Regions from separate parts of the Sus scrofa genome. Here all the other regions are linked to region 3. The links are chromatin contacts, called in public promoter capture Hi-C maps. All regions are on one chromosome and are shown on one strand. The core of a region is the stretch at or near the end of the contact, and the rest is flanking DNA. Distances in the headings are between cores, read along the strand shown. Region 1 holds the start of ATP6V0D2 (V-type proton ATPase subunit d 2). Region 2 has its middle 130 kb from the start of ATP6V0D2. Region 3 holds the start of CA3 (carbonic anhydrase 3).

What was found. Promoter capture Hi-C pulls out the DNA fragments that hold promoters and counts their contacts.
Region 1: a promoter capture Hi-C map of liver shows a contact between it and region 3, with 5 times the contacts expected there. The contact joins the promoter of ATP6V0D2 here to the promoter of CA3 in region 3. A contact is called at or near these places in 3 of 5 promoter capture datasets (fetal liver and liver), 2 of 47 Hi-C or Micro-C datasets (brain and embryonic fibroblasts) and 1 of 2 datasets of contacts at active chromatin or transcription factors (skeletal muscle).
Region 2: a promoter capture Hi-C map of liver shows a contact between it and region 3, with 7 times the contacts expected there. The contact joins the enhancer-like site here to the promoter of CA3 in region 3. A contact is called at or near these places in 2 of 5 promoter capture datasets (fetal skeletal muscle and liver), 6 of 47 Hi-C or Micro-C datasets (embryonic fibroblasts, fetal heart ventricle, fibroblasts and 3 more) and 1 of 2 datasets of contacts at active chromatin or transcription factors (skeletal muscle).

Annotation. Positions count from the first base shown.
Region 1 is chr4:50,747,803-50,750,804 of Sscrofa11.1, forward strand. ATP6V0D2 (V-type proton ATPase subunit d 2) reads right to left here and starts at 1,571. Exons shown (of 8, transcript XM_003125581.4): 1 at 989-1,571. The coding sequence starts at 1,118.
Region 2 is chr4:50,881,532-50,884,412 of Sscrofa11.1, forward strand. No RefSeq gene overlaps it. Among named protein-coding and RNA genes, the nearest start is that of ATP6V0D2, 130 kb to the left of the region's middle. Within about 2 kb of position 1,275, at least 3 of the 83 cell types and tissues checked have an H3K27ac peak or open chromatin away from gene starts, as enhancers often do. A contact at or near this core is called in liver, where this site is marked.
Region 3 is chr4:51,236,289-51,239,149 of Sscrofa11.1, forward strand. It overlaps CA3 (carbonic anhydrase 3), which reads right to left and starts at 1,573. Exons shown (of 7, transcript NM_001008688.1): 1 at 1,474-1,573; 2 at 550-747. The coding sequence starts at 1,507.

The sequences.
Region 1 (3,002 bases), core at 321-2,820, 490 kb before region 3:
CTTTTTTTTTTTGCTTTTTAGGGCTGCACCTGCAGCACATGGAAGTTCCCAGGCTGAGGGTTGAATTGGAGCTACAGCCGCCAGCCACAGCCACAGCCACAGCAACATGGGATCCGAGCCGAATCTGCTACCTGCACCACAGCTCACAGCAATGCCGGATCCCTGACAAACTGAGCGAGGCCAGGGATCGAACCTGAATCCTCATGCAATAGTAGTCAGATTTTTTTCCACTGCGCCACAATGAGAACTCCCATGCCAATGTCTCTTGATTTTTTTTCTTAAGCTTTATTTAAAAAAAAACCTCAAATATACATACTCTCATACTAATAGATACTGAGAAATGAGATAGAATAAAATTCTCTAGACCAAGGTTTTGGGGGTTTCTTAACTATAGCTCATTGGACAGTTTGGTAAAATCATTCTCCAAATAATATTTATAAATAATATGTACAATGAAAATATATAGTATTCAAAGGACACTAAATATATTAAAATATAGTTAAGATATTTAAAATTTATATAACGTGCTTCTTTATTAAGACATGAAATATCAAGGAGGAGTGCAAATCTAGTATAATTTTGTAATAGTGAAAATATAAATGATATTTCAAGGTATCTGCAAGAACTGTATAAGGATATGAACATACTGCCTTTTATTGGTGACAAAAGTTTTAACTACTGTGATTTGTTGCTTGCAGTCATAAAAGGAAATGCTAAATTTCACTTAGGGAATAACGAAAATAGAGATGTAATTTTTTTTTTTTTTTTTTTTTTTTTTTTTTTTTTTGCTCTTCCAAGTTCATGTAGCCCTGAAGTCTTGGCCTTGAGAATAAGAGCCTACCCAGAACTCTCAGGCCTTGAGACTAAAGCCCCCAATCTAGCTTCCAGCAGGCAGCATCAGTCGTCCATCCCCCCCCCCCCCCCCCCCCCCGCCCCCGCTTCCCCACCCCACACACCTTTTTTTTAAGGTGAAAAGGGTAGCACTTACCTTCCAGAGTCTCACACTGGACCAGGTTGATGTAGTCCTGCTGGGTCAGGAGGCCAGCTTTGCACCCTCGCACCAAGCCCTCCAGGTAGCCATGGTCCACATTGAAGTACAGCTCAGCGCCCTCAAACATGGAGGAAGCAATCACTGCCCACCTAGGCTGAAACAGCTCTGTGTCCTGACCAGCCCTGAAGACGTGCACCAGCCTGGAGAAAAGTACTTAGCTCTTGCCAGGAGTTATTGGGAAGTGATCTCTCAGCTGATAGTCAGGGTTTTCATGACTAGTTTCCTCCGCTTTCAGTGGCTTTCAACACCATGAGCTCAGTCCTGTTTTTACCTCAACAGTGAATCAGCTAGATAACCTTAGTGAACCCAGGAACCAAACCCCTGCTATGAGGCGGGGGAGGAGGTCAGGTGAGGGCGGGTCAGGGCTCTGCTCCTTCCCTACCAGAGCAACTAGCGCCTTCCCAGCTTCGCTACTAGAACCCCTGCTACAACTGAACATTTTGTAAACTTTTCTTCCCATGTAAGCTTCTGAGGTTTCCATTGTAAATGACATTAGTTTTAAACATCTTGAGAACTATTAAAAAGAAAGGAAGGGCTTTAAAAAATTAACTTAATGTAAATAGATCAAAGGCAAGTAGGCAGTTTGGAGATCCTGGAGAAGCTAGTTCAGCAGCATGGGGTGTTTGTAAAACAAAAGGCCAGGAATGCCTTAACCTGGCCAAAGCCTGGTACCTGCTTCTCTCCCCACCCCCAGTCTAGGCGCAGAGACCAGAAAACAGTCCTGGGAGCAGGTACACAGTCTTGTGATTCTATAGTAATAAGCCACTACCTTTGAAAAATACTAATATGATAGTATTACCCACATTCCAAATAAGGAACCAGCTCTCAGAAGCCCTGAGGCAGCTCAGAATGCAGTTTATTTAAGCCAGGACTTAATTGTTGTTTCATGCGCCAAAAAAGAGTGTTAGTTTTCCTCTATGCTTAGCTCAAAAATTCTATCAAATATAGAGTTCCCTGGTGGCCTAGCAGTTGAGGATTTGGCATTTTCACTGCTGTGGCTCTGGTCACTACTGTGACATGGGTTCATTTCCTGGTCTGGGAACTTCTGTATATGACAGATCCTGATCACAATTTCACATATGTAGTATTTCACTTTCACATATGTTGTGCCAAATTCTTAACTGAAAGGTCAGAAATTCGCCAGTCTCTTCTCAATATTTCCAAACTGAAAGAAGCTCGGTATGATTGAGTCAATGTAAATTCTGTTTTAGTTGTTGGAAATCACAGAGAACCAAACAGTGTAGAGCTTTGAACGTATTCAATAAACAGAAGTTATTATTTTCTTTTTCATTATCCAACCCTCCCCCCAACATACTCAAACTCAAAACTCAAATTCAGACTCAAAACTTGACCTCAAAACTCAAAGCATACTCAAACTCACACACACCCAAACTCCCTGGGTATGTTTTAGATTGAATTATATATGAATTTACCACTTTGGTAAATTAAAAAAATGATCGTGGAAGTTCACATGTGATGCAGCGGGTTAAGGACCCAGCATTGCTGCAGCTGTGGCATAGGTTGCAATTGTGGCTTGGGTTTGATTCCTGGCCTAGTAATTTCCACATGCAAAAAAAAAAAAAAAAAAAAAAAAAAAAAAAAAAAAAAAAAAGTTGCATAACAGCAATTTTATATAGTTCAATTTGATACAAACTTACAATCAAATAAATAAATTATTAAAACAAAGACATCATTTCCTAATTACTTTTATTTATGCACTTGAGGTAATTTATACCTCTTGTATGTATATGGTAGATATTCTGTCTAAAAGGGTACATGCAACTCTGGGTTTCATGATGTCCCAATGGTAGCTTAGAGGGGACCATAGTGGGAGTTTTCCACCATGAAAAGAGGCAAAAGCTACAAATTAGGGTTTGATTTGTTGCTGGTTATTGTTCAGAATTAAAATAGTGATGAAAGAGTTCCCACTGTGGCAGGATCGGCAGCATCT
Region 2 (2,881 bases), core at 25-2,524, 360 kb before region 3:
GCTAGGGGTCAAAGTGGAGCTGCAGTTGCCAGCCTACACTACAGCCAAAACAACACAGGATCTGAGCCATGTCTATAACCTACACCACAGCTCACAGCAATGCTGGATCTTTAACCCACTGAGTGAGGCCAGGGATTGAACATACATCCTCATGGATACTAGTTGGATATATTTCTACTGCACCACAACGGGAACTCCATTTTTTTTTAGTACTTTAAATCTCCTTTCTCCTTCATTTTTGGTAATGAAAAGTATATTTCTTGCCCTTTTTTCCTAATTGTAATACAAATGATGGACAGTATTTTGAGTTAAAAAACTTATTTCTTGATAAATATCATAGATTTCCTCCACACTATAATCTCTGGACATAATTGATATCATTGCTATTATCATAAAAATGTAAGGACATTGTCACAAATGACAGTGCTGTACAAATCATCTAAAGCAAAATTTTTTCTCCTTTCAGAAATTCTACCTCTGAGAGTTTTTCCACATAAGATACAAGAGGAATTTGTTTTCGCTGGTTCCTCTTAATCATCAATAGCAAGATTATACTTATATGGGTATAATACTCAGTAATACCTGTACTAGTAATGTAATTTAGATGATATTTGGTAATTTATTTAGGTTTACAGAGCATCATTTAAATTTATTATCTAATTTAGTTTTCAAAAGGTATTATTCCCTCTTTTGACACATAAGCAAACTGAAGCTTGGGGAAGTGAAGGGAATTTGCTAAAGACGTACAGATGACAAGTAGCAAAGCCAAATGCAGGAGTATTTTGTCCACATCTCATGTGTACCATATTAGGGTTTGCAGAATAAATATAATACATGTTTTTGCCTTTAGGGAACTTGCTGTTTAGTTGGGAAAAATATTGATGCCATGAAAATAACTTGCATGGATGGCAGATGGATCATTGTCTTGGGACCAGAGGACTTTTGCAGCTCATAAAAACCTGTTTCTTTTAACTGAATAAAATTATATGTAAAGTGTAAAACAGAAAATCTTTTCACTGACAAAGGTGTTGTCACAGACATCTGTTGTCTGAGGATCTCAGAGACAATTTGAAATAAAGCTAGATTTACCTCCACATAAATGTTTATCAGCCAATTATCATGTCTTCCAACATCCATGCAATGTACAGCATAGATACACAGGGGAAGCCTGGTTGTGTCCTTAAGAAATGAACCCAGTTTTACATCCGGACCTGTGGCAGGACCAGCAGCATGACGCATGTCAGGCCTGTTGATTGAACAAGCTGCTCCAAGTGACCTCAGGCTCCGTCCTCTATAAAACTAGGAGGTTAATATTCAGCTGTGCTGTTAACTGGGGCATAAAAGTAGGGACAAGATTTGCAATCTGTTAATGTTTTCTTAAGCTCTTGTTAAGTAAGAGCTAAATCCACCATAAATGGGAGCAATATAAATTAAGCTGCTGTAATTAGCAGTCCAAATGTGTACCTTTGCAAAAGGTTATCTTTAATGCCTTTTTTTTTATTAACATAATCATGTGTTTTGGATAATCATAGCCATGGGGAAAAACTGGGAAATACAAAAGTCCTATTTCTCAGTCACACAGAAAGGAGTGGACTCCACAGCAAAGTATGGAAAATAATAGAGAAGACATCTATACATCTACCAAACCAGATTTAACAAATATTACCATATTTTCTTCAAATTAGTATTGGTAAAGAAATAAAGTGTTTAATGTAGCTGAGAAAAAAAAAAGAAAGAAAAAGGAAGAAAGAAAGAAAGAAAGAAAGAAAGAAAGAAAGAAAGAAAGAAAGAAAGAAAAAGAAATTAGTGTATTACAAATGAGCCACAACATAATTTGTTACAATAGTGTTGGGTAGTTAAGATATTTGGAGGGAGGAGACAGACCATTTAAAAGTAAGTTTTAGTATCTTGCTCTTTAAGGAGATGGTGTATGTAAGGCATACCCACAGTTTGGCACATAGGAGCTGTTCAAACACATGCTAGCGCTTATGAAGTTAGTGTTTGGGATAATCAGAGAATGTAGATCCTCTATCATTGTGTCCAGAGCCTTTCTTGCCCTTTTTTTTTTTTCTTTTTATAGCCACAGCTGAGGCATATGAAAGTTCCCAGGCTAGGGGTTCAATTGGAGCTGCAGTGGAGGCCTATGCCATAGCCATGGCAACACTGGATCCCAGCCACATCTGCAGCTTACACCACAGCTTGTGGTGACACTGCATCTTAACCCACTGAACAAGGCCAGGGATGGAACTTGCATCCTCATGGATGCTATGTTGTGTTCTTAACCCACAAAGCCACAATGGAAACTCCTTAAGCTTTAATATAGCTCTTACCTCACTGATGCCAATGCTGTTGACTTGACTGGTCTCACTCCTCAGGCTTGGAGCTTTCTTAGAATGAGGGTTTATCTTTCTCTCCCTGGCAACTGCTGCATCTCCTAGCAGACACTAGGTACTAAATAAGTATCTGTTAAAGTAATGCCTCTAGCCCAATGTTTCTCTGTTCAGTATTTCATATAGATGATCTGATTTTAGCTAATCAGAGTCAAAATTGAATCTCTCTAGATCAGAACATCATCTCTTACCTGTTCTCTCAGCAGCCTACCATACCAATCTCACCATCTCTCTTCTGCTTCACCCACCTTCTCACCTGTTATCATTCGTTCAGTTCTCATGATGGTGTCAGCAGACCTTTATAAAACAGAATCTGATTCTTTTGCTCAAGAAGTTTTGGTGCTTTCCCATGCCCACTGGGATAAATACATAACTCTTTTTAATGAAGTGCAAGGCCTTTTTGTGCGTACATACTTCCCTCTCCAGTTTCTTCTGTCACTTCCCTCTTTTTTCTTTATTTGGGGGGCCATGTTCCCTGCATGCAGAAATTT
Region 3 (2,861 bases), core at 323-2,822:
GAAATTGTCAGATTCTTCAAAAACACTCAGCAAAATTAGTCAAATGAACTCCACTGATGCATAGAAGGCTTAGGTCTTCTTGACTAATATAGTGAGTCTGCTCTCTCCCTTGGATTGGCCCCCACTCACACACTAGGGGAAGACATTACCCACTTGGTGTCTTTGCTGTGTTCCTTGCTTTGTAGAATGGAATCTGTGCCATGTGTGGGAATGGTGGTCTTACTCTCCGAGCCATGGTTAAGAAGCAAAAAACCTCTCAGGTTTAGACTATCAGTGCCTCAAGAAAACTCATTTGGACCCACTACCAGCACCTCACTATGCACTGCCAGCTTTTACCTTTGCTCCATTTTGCAGGAGCAAAGTGGCCAAGGTTAGAAAGTGAGACATTCCCCTCCAATGTATAAACATAATTCTTCAGGACTACAGCATATTCAAATGTCGTTTCCATTTTCAGAGAAGAGCCCCCTCTTCCTACTAATTCTGTCGTTGTGCCATAAATCACATTTTGCCAATATGGTCCATGTGTCTCTATTTAAGTGTCATACTTACTTGACCTGTCATAAGTATCATCAAATACAACCCTGCAGGTCTTCCCATTGTTCAGGATGGTCTTGGCAGAGCCAGGGTCATAAGATGCTGTCCAGGGCAGCAGAGAAGGGTCATGCTTGATGTCCTTAGTGTGCAGTTCAATGGGCGATTGGTTGTCTCCCTTGGCAATTGGGTAAAGTTCATGCCAGTGGTCAGGACCTAGAAAATGAAATTGAGGGGATTTACTTATTTGGTGGTGCAATCCAAGCCTTCTTTCTAATTGACTAAACCAGTAAAATACACAGGGGTTGGACAATGATTGCGGAAAGATCCTGGATTTCAGATTAGGCAACCCAAGGCTCACAGTTTAAGACCTTTTCATAACTTTGTTAATAGTGTACCTGGAGACTGTATTTAACTCTGTTTATTTCCTCTACTTGCTCAAGAAGATAGCTTCAAAGGCTTATTTTTGAAATGGACTTCATCACATGTTTTACTAATGTCCTCTTCTATCCTAGAGCTGGAATAAAATAACACCGACCCCAAATGGATTTCAGAGCACACCCATGTTCTTTTCCCATGGGTAGGCAGGAGCTGCAGGCAGAGCTGCTTATATCATCACCTGGCTCAGAGAGGTTAAGTGCTTGCCCAGGATCAGGGAGAAGGGGACAGTCAGAACTGGACCTCAGAGGTCTGACTTCTCAGTCAGAAGCTCTGTGACCTGGACAAGGTACCCAGCCTCTCTGTGCTTTGGTTTCCCCCAATGGGAGTAATAACAGCTTCACACTGGGGAGAACTAAGTGAGATAAAGGTAAAAGGGGTCAGCAGCGTTTGGCACTTTGTAAGTGCTCAGTGAACATTAGTTTCCTTCGACTCCGCCTCCCCCATTTTTCAATGCACTCTCTAGAGTTGCCCCCTTTTTGAACAGCACCATCTCAAGCTCACCATTGTGGTCGGCGTAGCCCCACTCCTTGGCCATGGTCGTCTTCGTGGGCACTGGACGGCTGCTGCTTTCTCTTCCACGCCGTGCACTGTCCCCGCGAACCCACACCTTTTATATAGGTTCCCCCCACACACTTGCATGGCCTTATTAGGTCAGCGAGGGTGGGGCGGGGGGCTAAACAGGATTGGGGTGGTATTTGGGAGGCGGGGTGGGGGAAGCCAATGAATTCCAAGAGCTGCACAGCTGTCGGGGTGGGGGCACTTGGGCGGAGCCCCCCCCCCTCCTTCCCTGCAGGCGCCGCTCTTGGCTCTTCTATCCCTCCCTCCAGCGTCCTAAAGCTGCAGAGCTTTCCAACCACCGGCGCCAACGTGCAGAAATGCAGGCGACTTTCGCCTCCTCCTCCCTCAGTCCCTCCTCCACGCAGTTTTTTTTTTTGGGGGGGGGGGGCAGGGGGAATAGGGTGGGGTAGTCGTGTCTAGCGTCCAACTAAAAGCTGCACTCAGGCGGCGCTTGCAGCAGCTCTTAGAAGTTGCTTTTAGTGCAGGCTGGCGGTCTGGCTGCGGTCTCTGGATGCTTCTGCGGGTTTATTTCGCTCCAGCGATCCGGTTACCGTGGCTGGAAAGAATACGTTTGTTTGCCTGACCCATGTTTGACTCCTTTGCAGGCAACTTGTAAAATCTTAGGAGCAAAGGATGGGACAAAAGAGGCCGGAGGGCTGGTTTTCTTAATTCCTTTATCTTTAAGAGACTTGAAGATGCAGGGTGCCTTGAACCACACCAAGCGGCATTCCCCAATTTAAGCGGGTCCCTTTGGTCTGCAGGACGCCAGGGCTGGGTCATGGGAATATGGAAGAGGTCTGGATCCAGGTTACCATAGAGCAGGAGTTTGGAACTGATTTACCAACTCTGTGGGCTGTACCTCTCCTCAGGAAAAATCGATAATGTTCTGGAGTGTTGGAAAGCCAGGCACCTAAAGTGAGTCATACCGTTTAAAACGTATGACTTCATTTTCCAAGACATAATGAAAGATTGAAAGGAAAAAAAGAGGAAAAGCTTTCCAGAATTGCTTTGTATTCTGATCTAGCACTCCCAAGTTGTCTCATGATACAGTGACCCACGCAAAAGTAGACTTGAACTGGCATATCCAGTGTGCACGTGGTAAAAACACGTTTTTAAATGTCTGGTTATAGTTCACATTGAAGGAGAAATGCAAGATATTTACATTTTAAGAGTATATTGCAAAAATTTTTCTTCAATTAAAAAAAAAAGTAAAGGCAGCAAGAAGAGATCAGCCTAATTTCAATGATATTTTGAATAAGGTTGTAGTATACATTTTTAAAATTACTTTGACTTTTCTTGATGCTAAGATTCTGTATTTGGAGATTACAAAA